Regions from separate parts of the Mus musculus genome. Here all the other regions are linked to region 2. A link is a contact called in public Hi-C data. All regions are on one chromosome and are shown on one strand. Each heading gives the region's core, a stretch centred on a gene start, on an enhancer-like site or on the middle of the called end of the contact. The rest is flanking DNA. Distances are from core to core; before and after follow the strand shown.

Region 1 (4,163 bases), core at 859-3,358, 190 kb before region 2:
AAGGAAAGATCACACACACACACACACACACACACACACACACACACACACATACCAAGTTATAATTTTCCTTTCTTTTCAAAGGATTCTATCAAACAGGTTTAAAATAATGGAAAGTCTCCAGTCTCACTGCCTGCAGCCCCAGAAAAGTGACAGTCACCAGTGAGGTGATGTTGTATAGCTTGGGTACATTGTGAAATACTTGAAACACTTGGTTCTTCAACAACATGGACCAAACAACCAGCACTGTGGCTCACGGTTTAAATGAAATAGCTAAGAAATCAAAAGGCCAGCATATAGTCCAGGTGTCATCTATTGATGTCAGCGACTTTTCTGAGTCCCTTGCCTTTTTAATTCTACCGAGACGCAAGGAGACCATGATCAAGATGTAACTGGGAGTATGTGCAAAGAGCCTCATTGATAACTGATAGCACAGGAAGAAGTACCTAAAGACAACTGACATCAAACACCCCATCACACACCCCATGGGAGCTAGTTCCTAGTCACAGATGGATTTAATGGAAACTGCGAAGACGCTTACCCCATCTGATTGTTGGTTGGGTAAAACCCCACAGAAGGTGATGTGGTTTCACTTAATTGGGTGAAGGACCCATGACTCCATCACTTTCAGTAGACAAGAAAGCCTGACTCCTGGCACTTAGTAGGGTATTTTGGTATTGCCTGATCCTGAGTCTCTTTTTCACTTAGTAGGGTATTTTGGTATTGCCTGATCCTGAGTCTCTTTTTCACTTAGTAGGGTATTTTGGTATTGCCTGATCCTGAGTTTCTACTGGCCACGAAGAGGTTCAAGAAAGGAGGCACTCATGGTTGAGAGATGGCAGATTTTTATTGTTGCTGTTCTTTTCCTTAAGGCCTTTGCTGGAGAGGAATCTAACTCTGTTTGGGTTTTGAATGAAAACTGTGTCTGCAGCTGACATTAAGGTATGATTAGGCTATACAAATCTAACTGGTTTTGGATCCAGAATATAGATTGGTCCATCGTTAGTTTTTGCAGGTTTATTTTTTTATTTATTTTTTTTTTTTATTTGCTGGTGGTGTGCCACTTCAAGCCAATGCTGGAATAAAGAGAATCACAGTCTGTCCTTATTTCCCTGAAGGATCATTAGAATTCTGGTGCAATGTTTACATCTCCTTTCCTTAGTAAACCGGGTTACTTCCTCATCTGAACCCTGCAGGGGAGTCAGAAAGCCAACGTTTGAGATAACGTGGCAATGCATTTTAAGGAGAATCAGCTCCTAAGAAGTGGGAAGAAAATATATTACCGGACTTTGCAGAGGCAAACACGCCCCAGCAGGTTGGAGGAGGCTGCGGAAAGTAGGGTCCTGGAGGCTGCGGGTCCCCCTCCTGCTCTCCCACCGTGCAGATGTAGGTTGCTTGAAGCTGGGCCCCAGTCGCTGGTGCTCCCACGGGAGCCCGGGGCCCTCGCGCTCCCTCCAGGATGGGATAGGCTATGACAGCCCAGTTTGTGCGCCAGCATCCTTAATATTTCCTTCCTTTCAGAAGCAAATAGAGCGTTCCCTTATCTGAATGCTAATTTCCTAGTTAAAAACCCTCCCTTGCTGACAAGGGACTGAAAGAGTTTTAAATCACAGATGTAGAGTATCAAATGCAATAATGCTCTTGCAATAGTGCATTGAAGCCTCAATTAATTAACCCTTGGGCTAAGTAGGCAGGTACATGGCGGTGGCCGCAGGCGGTGGATGGATGAGATTTAAATGTGCATCTCATTTCCCCAGCACGGAGCATGCCGTTTGGTTCAGAAAGGAGTCATTTTGCACACTCGCCTCATTTACTCGCCTCTTTAATCCTCCTAATTCCACCTGAGATCGGGGGAGAATTGAAAAGGAAGGCCAGGAGCAGGAGCTGCGGGCCCGGCTTTTGTTGCGCCCGGTCCCTGGGGACTTCACTGCGCCGAGCCACACAGGGGCCCTAGCCTTCCCAGCCCTTCCCAGCGGGCGGGCGTTGGTGGGAGATCTGCAAGGCCAGAACAAGGGGGACCCGACGGGGTTTGCTGGTTTAGGGCGTGCCGGCAGTGTCGGAGGAGGAGGCCGGGGCCCCTACGACCCGCCGGGTGCGGGGCGGAATGCCGCGGCGCCCAGGAGTCCCTCGGCTCCAGGTTCGGGGACCGCCTCCCACCCACACCCCGCCTGGGTGCAGAGTAACTCTCCAGCTCATTTCTCTCCACGCGATTTACCATCTGTGAACTCGTCTTTAACCTAATAAAAATCATCTAGCTTTTGACTAACAAGAAAAGGAAACAGTGCTCATTGTGGGGTTTGGGGAAAATGGCTTCACTAATGTGCAGGATGAGAACGGAGTGATTTATAGGCGGTTTTAACTGTAGGCTATGATTAGGGGGCTGGTAGTAAGTGCATTAGATGTCTAAGTGTGGCAATAGAGTAAATAGGCGTTTTATTTATCGCAGTGCCAGGGGCCTCTTAGCGGAAGAGCGCTTCTCCAAATTGAAATATAGCAGAGTTTACACTCCTGATTAGGGTTTCAAGCGCAGAGCCCAAGGCTATCAGCTAAGCAGAAACAACGCTCGCTGACACCTAATTGTCACTGGATTAATGTGCAAACAGGGACAGCGAACAGCAACAACAAATAACCTAGTGTCAGAGCCGTTAGTGGCAGTGTCCACTCGCAGTGACTTGGGGCCAAATTGGAGTTTATATGTCAAAACAGGCTCGGATCAATGTGTCGGGTTCCTCCTGCACTGGGCGGATTGTGTGGCGGGTGTTGATCTATGTGTGTGTGCGCAGGCATATTATGTGCAGGGGAGTGGAGGGGAGCAGGCAGACGGAGGAGGTGAAATGCCTTTCCATTAATTTTTTTTCTGCTTTATGCTCCCGAATTCACAGCTATTAAGATAAATTTATGTGAATCAGGTCTTTCTCTCCAGGATCTTGTGACTTTCGCCTGTCTCCATATAAAATTTAATAACCCTGTTTGTGAATCAAATCATTCCCACAACAACTGATCCAATCTGGGTTGCCACCTGTCTGGCTTTGGACAGGAGCGACTGAGTTGGGCAGCTGGGTTCCAGCTTTTGGTGGGGGTTGATGGTTGGTGGCTTCCTGGTAGGTTCCGTTGCCCTGGGGTTTCCCAAAGCCCAGCTAGAACTGATTGATGCATGCATGCAATAGGGAAGGCAGATCCCGGTATTTCCAAGGCTTTTCTTATTGTTGTTGTTTTAATGACTGAAGTAGTGTTAGCCTTATTAAAAACAAAACAAACAGACAAACAAAAAAAAACACCGGAACTCATAAGCAAAGATGAGGAAGAGGCAAGCAGTTCTTGAGCTTGCTCATTTTTCGCTGCAATTAGCCACATAGGAAGGAGGAAAGCCACAAATACATGAGTTATGTTCCTAAATGTATTTCTAAAGTTCTTAAGTTTTATTGAGCATGAAAGTTGGTCTTTCTCTGTGTTAAGGACTGAAGAAGCCTATACAACTAGCTAGTAGCTCAATGGTGCAAAGGGGTATGATTTAAACTTGACATTTGCGATTTTTTTTTTTACCGTAAAATATTGCTTTCTTTATTTCAGGACTTTAGTTGAAAACCTCGTAATTCCCTTTAAGCTCCATTTGATTGTCAATTGCACAACTCTCTCTAAAGCTCAGGCTTATGATTTTCACATACACGTGATGGATGCTTTCTGTGCCTCACTATGATGTAGTGGCCACAGCGGCCACTTATCTCTCCTGCATCCCTGGAAGCGCTTTATGGTGAGGCTAGGAAAGTGTTGTGACCTGGCTGTAACCTCAAATCCGCACCCTTTTGCCATATTTAGACTTCTGTGCCACCCCGTTTAATATATTTTCAGAATGTGGTATTCTGTATATTTGGCTAACAGGATAAAATAAATTTCAATGTTGAGAATTCTAATAAGTGGTCTCAGGAAGCCCATGCATCTCCTTAAGTGTGGCTGGTGGGTGGTATCCTTTGTGCGTGCGGCTGGTCCTGAGATGTAAGGGAACCCCCAATGTTGCTAAGAACCTGCTAGAGTCGTGAAGTACATCACAAACATATCAAATTCTAAGCTCGTCCAAGCTGCTGACTAGAGCAACCAGTTTGAGGTAAGGTTCTATGTGAGAATGATGCTTAACTAAAATATTACAAGTGGGTTGTGGATTTTAA
Region 2 (4,278 bases), core at 789-3,288:
GTCTGAAAATCTGGGCAAAAAGGAAAAAAGGAAGATGTAGTGAGTCAAATGATTTTACTTGTGGTGGCTAAAAGAGCTTGGGCAGTGGCAGAAGGCCTGAGCACACTGTCTCTGGTGTGTGGTTTGCAGTTTCTATTACCTTCACAGCATTTTGCGTTGGTGACTCTGCTGCTGCTGTGTTTGTCCCCTCCTCTGCATTTCACAGCTCTGCTGTGTCACTTGGGATTGTAGTTCAGTGTGCCAGCCAGCTAGAGAAATGTATTTATTGAATTTAGCACCTGCTGTGTGGATCACGCAGATGGAGATTTAAGAGAAAGGTTTATGAAAGACAGGATTCTTGCCTCTTAACATGCTTATACTGCAGCTAAAGGGGTGGGAACAGCCCTTGTAAAGAACTCAAACCAAATTGTTTTCAAACAAATATACACAGAATGCAAGGGATCAATGTATTCCTGGAGAACTGCACAGGCAGGGGCAGCATTGGGAGTCTTTCCGTGGGAGCTAGGTTTTGAGACTGGATTTATACCTGGAGCTCTGCTCTGACAAGACTGAAGGATGTTCCAGAGCCAGCCATGAAGATGAGAACTGAACTAAGGGTCAGGAGAGGCCAAGAGCATCAAGTGAAGAACAGAACCAAGAAATGAGGACGCAATGGAGGCCATGCCTCAATTCCTTGGGGGTTGTAGGGGTGCTTCAACAGGAAGAGACTCTAGAACACAGTTCAGGGTGCCTTGTTCTATGCAAATTGTATCTTGGAAAATATGGTGGAGTCAAAAGTTGTCCCATGTCTGCTGTGTTTAGGCATTGTGCTGAATGCCACCCTCTATACACCTGTCACGTGACGTGGGCATTATTTCTTAGGGCTCTTCAAGGAGGTTGAGTGCCGGGGTCCTGTGTTCGCTAAAGGATAGAACTCCACATGTGAGATAGGTGGCTAGTCATTTGCTCTCAAATGACTGAGTCCATTAAGTGTGTAGCAAGAAAAAGGAGATGAACAAATAAATAGCAGGGAGCGGATAGATGACACCATCGAAACAGGTTCTTACAACACCCTGCACAAAGCACTGGAGAAGTCCCTCGGAGTCCCCCAGTCAGAGATTCTCTCTGTGGATGGGATTCTGCCATTTTGTTGCCAGTGTAGGCATACTTTTACACAACTTAAAAAACAAAAACCAAGCGTTTATTTCATACACTTCTGTGTATATTTGCAAGCCACAGTGAACTTGCAGAGGTCAAAGGACAACTTGCGAGAGCTGGTTCTTACACTCTACCACTTTTGAGTCCTGCAGATTGGTCTCAGGCCATCAGGCTAGGAGGAAAGGGCTGCTCCCCTCTAGGCCAAGAAGGTGCAATGCTGTACTGTTTTCTCCCTGTCTCAGGGGTAGGGGGCCAGCATGTCTCAGGACGGGGAGTCTTGCTGGACACTTGAAACAAACTTGCTAAAATTTAGGACAAGAGGAACCTCCTTACTCCCAGAGTCCTCTCTCCATAAACTCAAACATCACAAGACAATTTACATAAGTAACACTCTGGAAAGGGAAGGGACTATATGGAGAAAGGGAACCGGAAGAGGGGGCATGGATTGGAATGTAAAAAAAAAAATTAAATTAAAATTAAAAATTTCTTTTGACTGTCTGCATTATGGTATTTTATTTCATCAAACACAGATCTCTTTCTCCATTTGACAACAGACAGTGAAAACAAAAATTATCCTTGTTAATAGTTTCTAAGTCACACTGTCCATTAAGCAGCTAATCCTGTTCACTTTCTCAGGAACAGAAAGTTTCTTAACTCAGGCTATGGAGACTGAGAAAATAAAAGTGCAGCTTGTGTACAAATCCTGTCCAAGCACCAGGGAGAAGCAGCTGGTATAGGGCTTTGAGAGTCTCCAGCTCTAGGTACCAGCAGTCTAGATGCAAGGATTCCAGGTAAGAGTCGGGAGGCGAGGCGGGGTCGGGCTCTCCAGGTACGCATGCGCGCACTCTGGGCTCCACGCCCACTCCACCGCCCCTTCTGCGCCGGCGCGCCGCGCAGCCCCGCCTCTCCTTCCTGCGGCGCCTTAGGGACCATGGCCGATCCTCGCGTGAGGCAGATCAAGATCAAGACCGGAGTAGTGAGGCGGTAAGGAACGGCCGGCGGCTCCGCGGCTGACGCTCGCTCTTCCCTTCTCACCGCCGGGGAAGCCGGGCGGAGCGTAGGCCCGATGCGGGCGCGGCTTCCAGGCCTCGGCGGGCGGGATGCGAGGGGCCCGCACACGCCTAGGCTGGCGCTGGCAGGGAGCCGCCCTCGGCGCTGGCCCTGCCGCCCTCCGTGCAGGGCTCGGCGCGACCTCGGCGCTGGCCTGGCCGCCTTCCGTGCGAGGCTCGGAGGCGTCCTCCGCGCTCGTAGGCCGGGAGGAGGAGGAAGAGGAGGGCGACCTGTGCCTGGAGGGCCTCGGCCTGTGCGTGCGGGGCGCCGGCTCCCTGAACTTTGCAGTAGGGAGGCGGAGTCCGCCCTGGCCTGGCCTCAGGTGGACTGGACAGCGCTCAAGTTTAAGGGACGCTGAGATCATGGGCCTCACTCAGAATACACAATGGCGGGGCCCTGGCCTCTGACATGGCTCACTTCCAGAGTTTGGGAACTGGGGCTTGAACGTGAGCACCTCTGCAAACTTCTTCCCCGAAGCTCGCCCCGGAGCTGTGGGCTGCTGCCTCCCAGGAATAGGCCAGGCCAGTCTTGTGACTTGCCTTGACTCCCGACTGTACATATTGCAGTGCTCATTAGAACTAGTTTTGTTCAGACCCAAGCTGATCATACCGAAACATTCCAAGGGAAAAGATACACAGCCTCCTTACGAAGCAGATCGTTCTGCAGGGGAAATAGCTTTTTTTCCTGTTGCTCCATCTCTCCACCGTTTATTGATATTCCATCAGAGGGAGGTCAACCCATAGAGGAGAGAATCACTTTTAGAGATACTGCCCGAGTTTTAGTACTTCGAACGGTACTTTGGAAGCTTTTATTACAAAGGCAGCTAGGGTATGGTAGGGGGGCGGGGCGGGGGTGAAGGTGGGGGGGATAGACAGTCGGTTCTGAATTGTGCCTGACTTCAAATCTGGTTTTATGTATTCTGGAACATATTTCATCGTTGTACTGTGCCTCTTCTTACTGAATTTGGAAGATAGAGTCCAAATTCTCCCTGAATTCAGTTTTTGGAAGAAATACCTGCTACATTTTTGATACAGTGTGATTCAAATAAATAAGATACACCATATAGGTTTTGCTCAGTACATGTTTATGAGTGCAGTTTTCAGAATGTGGCTGAAGTCACACTTCAGGTTAGTAGCAGAGCAAGCAAATGAAACAAGGATCCTGGCTCCAGCTGGGATGCGGTGATAGAGCATTAGACTGTGTGATAACACAGGAGGGGAATATGAGATCTATAGCATACAGTAAGTAATCCGCGCTGTCCCTCAGCCCACACGTTTCTTCTCTTTTGCCAGACTTTCCTTGGCTGTGTCATTTCCTTTAGCATATTGTCTATTTTGCAGAAAAGAACCCGGAGGTATAAGAGACTGCTTTAAAGTAAATATCATGAGAAAACATTTCTAAATGTTTTCCCATTAATATGTTGTTGATTTTATCACCCTCTTGATCTATTCTATAAATTTATTTAGTTCAAGTAGTTATAGCCTAACCATACATATGCTAGAGAAACGTCCTTTAAGTAATTAAGAACTAGCTTGTGAGACATTGACAAATTCTCAGATGCCTACATAAACTGCACAGAAGTAGATAAAGTTTTCTGGGTAGATTAATAGGACATTATCAAAGTTTACTTTTGGTATTCATATTTCAATAAGTTAATAATTTTCATGAAACTCATAATTTACCATAATCTCAAGTTGCTTATTAAATGAATGTGTATCATACGCATCTTCCCTGGCCCTTTGTTGACATGAGGTGTAGCATTTCTTCTTGCATACTGTAAAACAGGGACATACACTTTTAAACTTAAAATTTGTATTTCACTTGTTGATTACCTGCATTTTATCTTGCTGTATAATATCTACATCCATAAACATTACTTCTTTATTTTTTCCTGAAAACTTATTTTACTGTGATTGTCTTCTGTGTTAATAGACTAAGGCGGAATTCTACATTTTATCTCATCCAAAGGGGAGCATAAATGAGGCAGACATTAATTGTTGGGGAAGAATGATCTTGGGCCCAAGAGCTTAAAGGGCGTGCTGCTTTTCCTTCTCCAGATTTAGTTCCAAAGACTTCTTAGTTTCATGATTC
Region 3 (4,349 bases), core at 1,481-3,980, 220 kb before region 2:
ACATTCAGTGAGATGGCATACGGATGCGACCTAGCGTTTCACTTGCCGGCTTGTCAACAGTGGGTGCTTCTGTTAGAATGGAATGAGCATCATCAGATGCCGTCCTTTCGTCACATGGGGCTGTTGTGCACAAGGTAGCTCTACCCTGCCTGAGTCTCCCTTGTCCTCACTTATGGTGCCCAGGTTATCTATCTCCCGAGTTCCCTCCCTGATACAGCTCCATCCAAAAGGATTTATAGTCCTTATGACTGGGGACTTGAAAGGACTAAGCAGATGATACTTAACGTTTTCAGTCTCTAAGAACAGGGATAAAAATAGGAAGGGGAATTAAGTCAGGACACCTTGACTTACAGACCATTCAAAGTAAGCACATAATTGTGCAAAGAGAAAATCTTCCTTCAGGATTCTGACATAATAACAGAATCGGAAAATTAGTCTGTTGACTGATAAAAGCAAATATTGAGTGTGTTTTTGCATCTATTGAAAGACTGCATATGACCTGTATTCATAATGCCTTAGTTTGAGTGCCTGCTCTGCCATGCACTCGCCCTGTGTCTCAGGCAAATGCCTCCAGTTCTGTGGCCTCAACCTCCTCATCTCTGTCAGTCCCCTGCCTCCATGGGTCAGATGGAATTGTGGGAATGGTTAGCACTCACCTCTGGTCACATGGTATAAACAGCTACTTTATAGCAGTCAGAACTTCTGCCTCCTGAAAAAAAAAAATGCCACTATAGGACCTTGTTTAAGACCAAGTACTGAGGACCTGATAACACCCATCAAATTTAGCATATATTCACAATTAAGGTCTCTAATGATTGTTTACTAACCAGTATTCTTTTTTATAACTATAATTTTAAAATATGCTAATATATATAGCTTATTCAGAATTTAAATGATGAGTAACTTTGGGAAGTTTTTCTGCCTTCCACAGACCCAAAGAAGCCAATTGTCATCATGCTATGTTCCAATTAAATACGTTCTTTTTGAACTGTGAAGTGGGCGTGTCAGGACATCTGATCTCCTGGTCCCTGCTTTAAGGCACAGCTTCCAGCCTGCATACTGCCAGCCGGACACAGCCGCCTGTGTGTCTAAGGGGCAGTGGCATGGTTGCTAGGGTGCTTGCTTAGTGCTCTGCTCATTCTGCCGCTGCAGTCTAAGCAGACGCCCCGGCTTTCCTGTGCCTGATCTTTCAGGCAGAGAATTTTAAAACAGGATTTGAAAAACATGCCCAGGATACTGATTTTAATCTCTATAAACATACTGACATTTGTCTTTGCCTAGCCAGTGTTATTGTACATTAACTCTTTCCGTTGTTAATGGAAGAGAAATGAAGTGTGCCTTGGGGCTCTGCCGGCCTGACATTCAGATGGTGCTCTGTGTTCCCATTCAGGCATAATCTTCTCTGAGGTCCCAAGGCACAAGTGTTAAGTAAATAAAGGGACTAAGAAGACTGCTGTTGACATAATTATAGCCCTGTCAGATAGAGACCTCTGTTGAAATATTTGTTGAATGAATTACAAGTATGGTGACCAGATCTATGGGGAGAGTTGAGTAAATGAATGGAATATAGAGCCACTGTATCCTTGTGACTAGTTTAGCAAACTATAGAATTATCATTCTCCTATGAAGCTAAACCGCCTTTAAAGTTTAGACATGGAGGCTGGAGAAATGGCTCAGTAGTTAAGCGGGCTAACTGACTTTCCAGCGGTCTTGTGTTCAGTTTGTAGCATCTACCTAAGGTGACTCACAACTGGCTATGCCCTCAGCTTCAGGGGGCCCCAGCCCTCTTCTAGACTGTGTGGGCCTGCAGACACCCACACAGACACATAGGCATATTTCCTTTTAATTTAGACAAGATAAGTGCATTCATCTGTAGGGGTGATAAGAGATGAGGGAGTGGTATGTATTCTCACAAAGGGAAGAAGGAGGAGGTGCCCACAGTGCCTCACCTCTTGTGTGCCCATACAAAAATCAGATATATACATACATATATACATATATATAAATATATGTGTGTGTGTGTGTGTGTGTGTGTGTGTGTGTGTGTGTGTGTGTGTATACATACATATATATGGAGCTTATTTTTAAAAATGAAACAAAACTCCTTAGGAACATGGTTGTGATTTACACTCCTAAACTGGTTCACCTCTCTGTTGAAACTGTCTCTAATTCTTACAAGTTTCCAGCATGTTTGAGGCTATGCAGAAAATGGTTAGAAAGGTTGCTGACGCGCCTTGCTAACGCACCATTAGCTGGTGTTTTACTATGTGTTGTCAGAGCGCCGAGAATATTTTCAGCCAAGTGAGATGAGGATGGTTGTCTTGTTGTCGGTGAAGATCTCATTTCCATCGTTCTCTTTAGGCCAAACACGACTTGTTAGATTTTTAAAAAGAAAAAGAATCTAATGTGTTAGATAAGCTCTTGATGTCATTTTTTAAGACTCAAAAAAGAAATTACTTTTGATTTAAAGAGAATCTGCTTCCTGCTTAAGTGGCTAATATTTTAATTAAGTCGGGAGTGAAGTTTTTCTGAGTGTCTCCTGATAAACTCCCTCTTTTATGTTGATGGTAATTAAACAGATCCCTGAGGACCCCGCTGGCTCTGTGCGAGGCCCATGCTAATTGTCAGACATGAGACACTGACCAGTTGGTTTGCTCTTGAATAGTCCGCAGCATGCTGTCAGCTCGGCAGTTTTATTTGTATGTATTGTGAGCTGTTGTCAGGGCTAACTGGGTGCCATTGTGGCTGAAGATGTCGCGCAAATTGAGGCAGATGGCTCAGATTCAGACACGTGTCACCCAGAGAGGGGAAAGGGGATTGGCCCTGCAAAGTGGGGTCACAGCAGGTCACAGACCTGCTCCACACTTGTTAGTGTGTTCAGAAGCTCATGTACAGCAACTTTGTCTTTCTCCAATCATCCCTGCAATCAGACTCCCTCCCCTCAAAATGTGCAGGGGGCAATGGAGGCCTAGGAGGGGGTGCCAGCCCTCCTCTGAGGCTTGCAGTCCCCTGTGCATGCAGAGTGAAGTAGCGGGGTTGACAGAAGTCCGCTGTGCCTCCCTCCCTCCGGCAGCTTTCCAGTCGACTGCAGTGTTACAAGGCTCGTTTTGCTTTTAATTCCATGTAATTGGTAGCTTCTTCGTGTCTTGGAATTTAGTAATAGCACATTAGACCTCAAGTTGCCTCTATTATATCCTAAAGCAAAAAGAAGGATCTAATGTCCTGAATATTAAATGAGGCTACGGGGTGGCGCTCGGCTGTCATGTGACTTTGTTTCATGTCACCATTAACAGTAGAGATTGAATTTGAATATTTTACGTGAGCCACTGAGACTTAGGAAGAATTTTATAATGTATATAAAATTATCTAACTTCTTGCATCCTTTTCAGATATGAGGAATTAAAATTCCAAGCACTTTGAGAAAGGTAATAGTTCTTACTGTGTCTTAGAAATAAAACTATGGCAGTGCATTTGAAGCAGCCCTGTGCGTGGTGACACTTTAGCCGTCAGGACAAGGGGTGTTTCCTAAGTACAGCCTAATGGAGAGTGCCCACACGCTTCTGCCGCTCAGACTAATGAGGAGCATAGGCCTCCTTTGCGTGTTCCGTGTGTGAGATGCGCTCGGGTGGCCTGCCTGCATGTGGGAAGCACGGGCTGGGCAGCTGATTGGTTTTCTAAAGGATGCTTGGCTTTGGTGTGGAACGGTAAGGCTCCTTGAGTAAATCGCGTCATTAAGAAAAAGAGTTACTTTAAGCCTGTTTGAACGGATGCCGTCTGCTCCTCCTTTTCCCCTCTCAGGATAAAAGGTCTCTCTTATGTGTTTTTGCAGGTTTGCAGCTAGAACTGTGCACAGTGGGTCGCTGATGCTAGTCACAGTGGAACTGAAGGAAGGCTCCACAGCCCAGCTTATCATCAACACCGAGAAAACCGTGATTGGTTCTGTTCTGCTGCGGGAGCTGAAGCCTGTCCTGTCCCAGGGGTAACCTGCTTACATCTGGACTTCAGAATCTGGCACACAACAAAAGTGCCTGGCACCCACTGCTGCTGCCTTTCATTTATAATAATAGCCCTTCCATCTGGCAGCAGGAAGAGCGCACTCTCGACATTCTTGTCTCTGCTTTAGAATGCTGCTGTGTCTGTCATGTGTGCACTCCTCGCCCCTCCTCGCTTTGCTAACCAAAGAACATATATTTTACTGTCCATTTCCTCAGCTCCCCAGTCCGAGTAGCATTTTCTCTGCCCTCCGACTTCTTTTGACCTCATCTTCCTTCTGGGTTTTGAGAACAGTGGGTGTGAATCAGTGCTTGGCAATCGTCCTTCTTACAGCAGTAAGCAAAAATTAGCAAGGA

The links. Hi-C and Micro-C count contacts between places; a contact is called where the count stands out from the background.
Region 1: a contact with region 2 is called in a Hi-C map of the N1E-115 cell line, with 2.2 times the contacts expected there. The contact joins the enhancer-like site here to the promoter of Tbca in region 2. A contact is called at or near these places in 10 of 39 promoter capture datasets (the 3T3-L1 cell line, 3T3-L1-derived adipocytes, the HPC-7 cell line and 6 more), 2 of 484 Hi-C or Micro-C datasets (the N1E-115 cell line and nephron progenitors) and 4 of 115 datasets of contacts at active chromatin or transcription factors (embryonic limb bud, embryonic stem cells and fetal liver).
Region 3: a contact with region 2 is called in a Hi-C map of the N1E-115 cell line, with 4 times the contacts expected there. The contact joins the enhancer-like site here to the promoter of Tbca in region 2. A contact is called at or near these places in 5 of 39 promoter capture datasets (cranial neural crest, embryonic stem cells, frontonasal cranial neural crest and 2 more), 13 of 484 Hi-C or Micro-C datasets (the G1E-ER4 cell line, the HPC-5 cell line, the N1E-115 cell line and 8 more), 13 of 115 datasets of contacts at active chromatin or transcription factors (astrocytes, differentiating embryonic stem cells, embryonic forebrain and 6 more) and 1 of 9 other capture datasets (embryonic stem cells).

Annotation. Positions count from the first base shown.
Region 1 is chr13:94,594,078-94,598,240 of GRCm38.p6, forward strand. No RefSeq gene overlaps it. Among named protein-coding and RNA genes, the nearest start is that of Gm32305, 100 kb to the right of the region's middle. Within about 2 kb of position 2,109, at least 15 of the 459 cell types and tissues checked have an H3K27ac peak or open chromatin away from gene starts, as enhancers often do. A contact at or near this core is called in the N1E-115 cell line, where this site is marked.
Region 2 is chr13:94,786,882-94,791,159 of GRCm38.p6, forward strand. Tbca (tubulin cofactor A) reads left to right here and starts at 2,039. Exons shown (of 4, transcript NM_009321.3): 1 at 2,039-2,121. The coding sequence starts at 2,069.
Region 3 is chr13:94,561,776-94,566,124 of GRCm38.p6, forward strand. Ap3b1 (adaptor-related protein complex 3, beta 1 subunit) reads left to right here. Exons shown (of 27, transcript NM_009680.3): 27 at 3,830-4,349. The coding sequence ends at 3,983. Among named protein-coding and RNA genes, the nearest start is that of Gm32305, 130 kb to the right of the region's middle. Within about 2 kb of position 2,731, at least 18 of the 459 cell types and tissues checked have an H3K27ac peak or open chromatin away from gene starts, as enhancers often do. A contact at or near this core is called in the N1E-115 cell line, where this site is marked.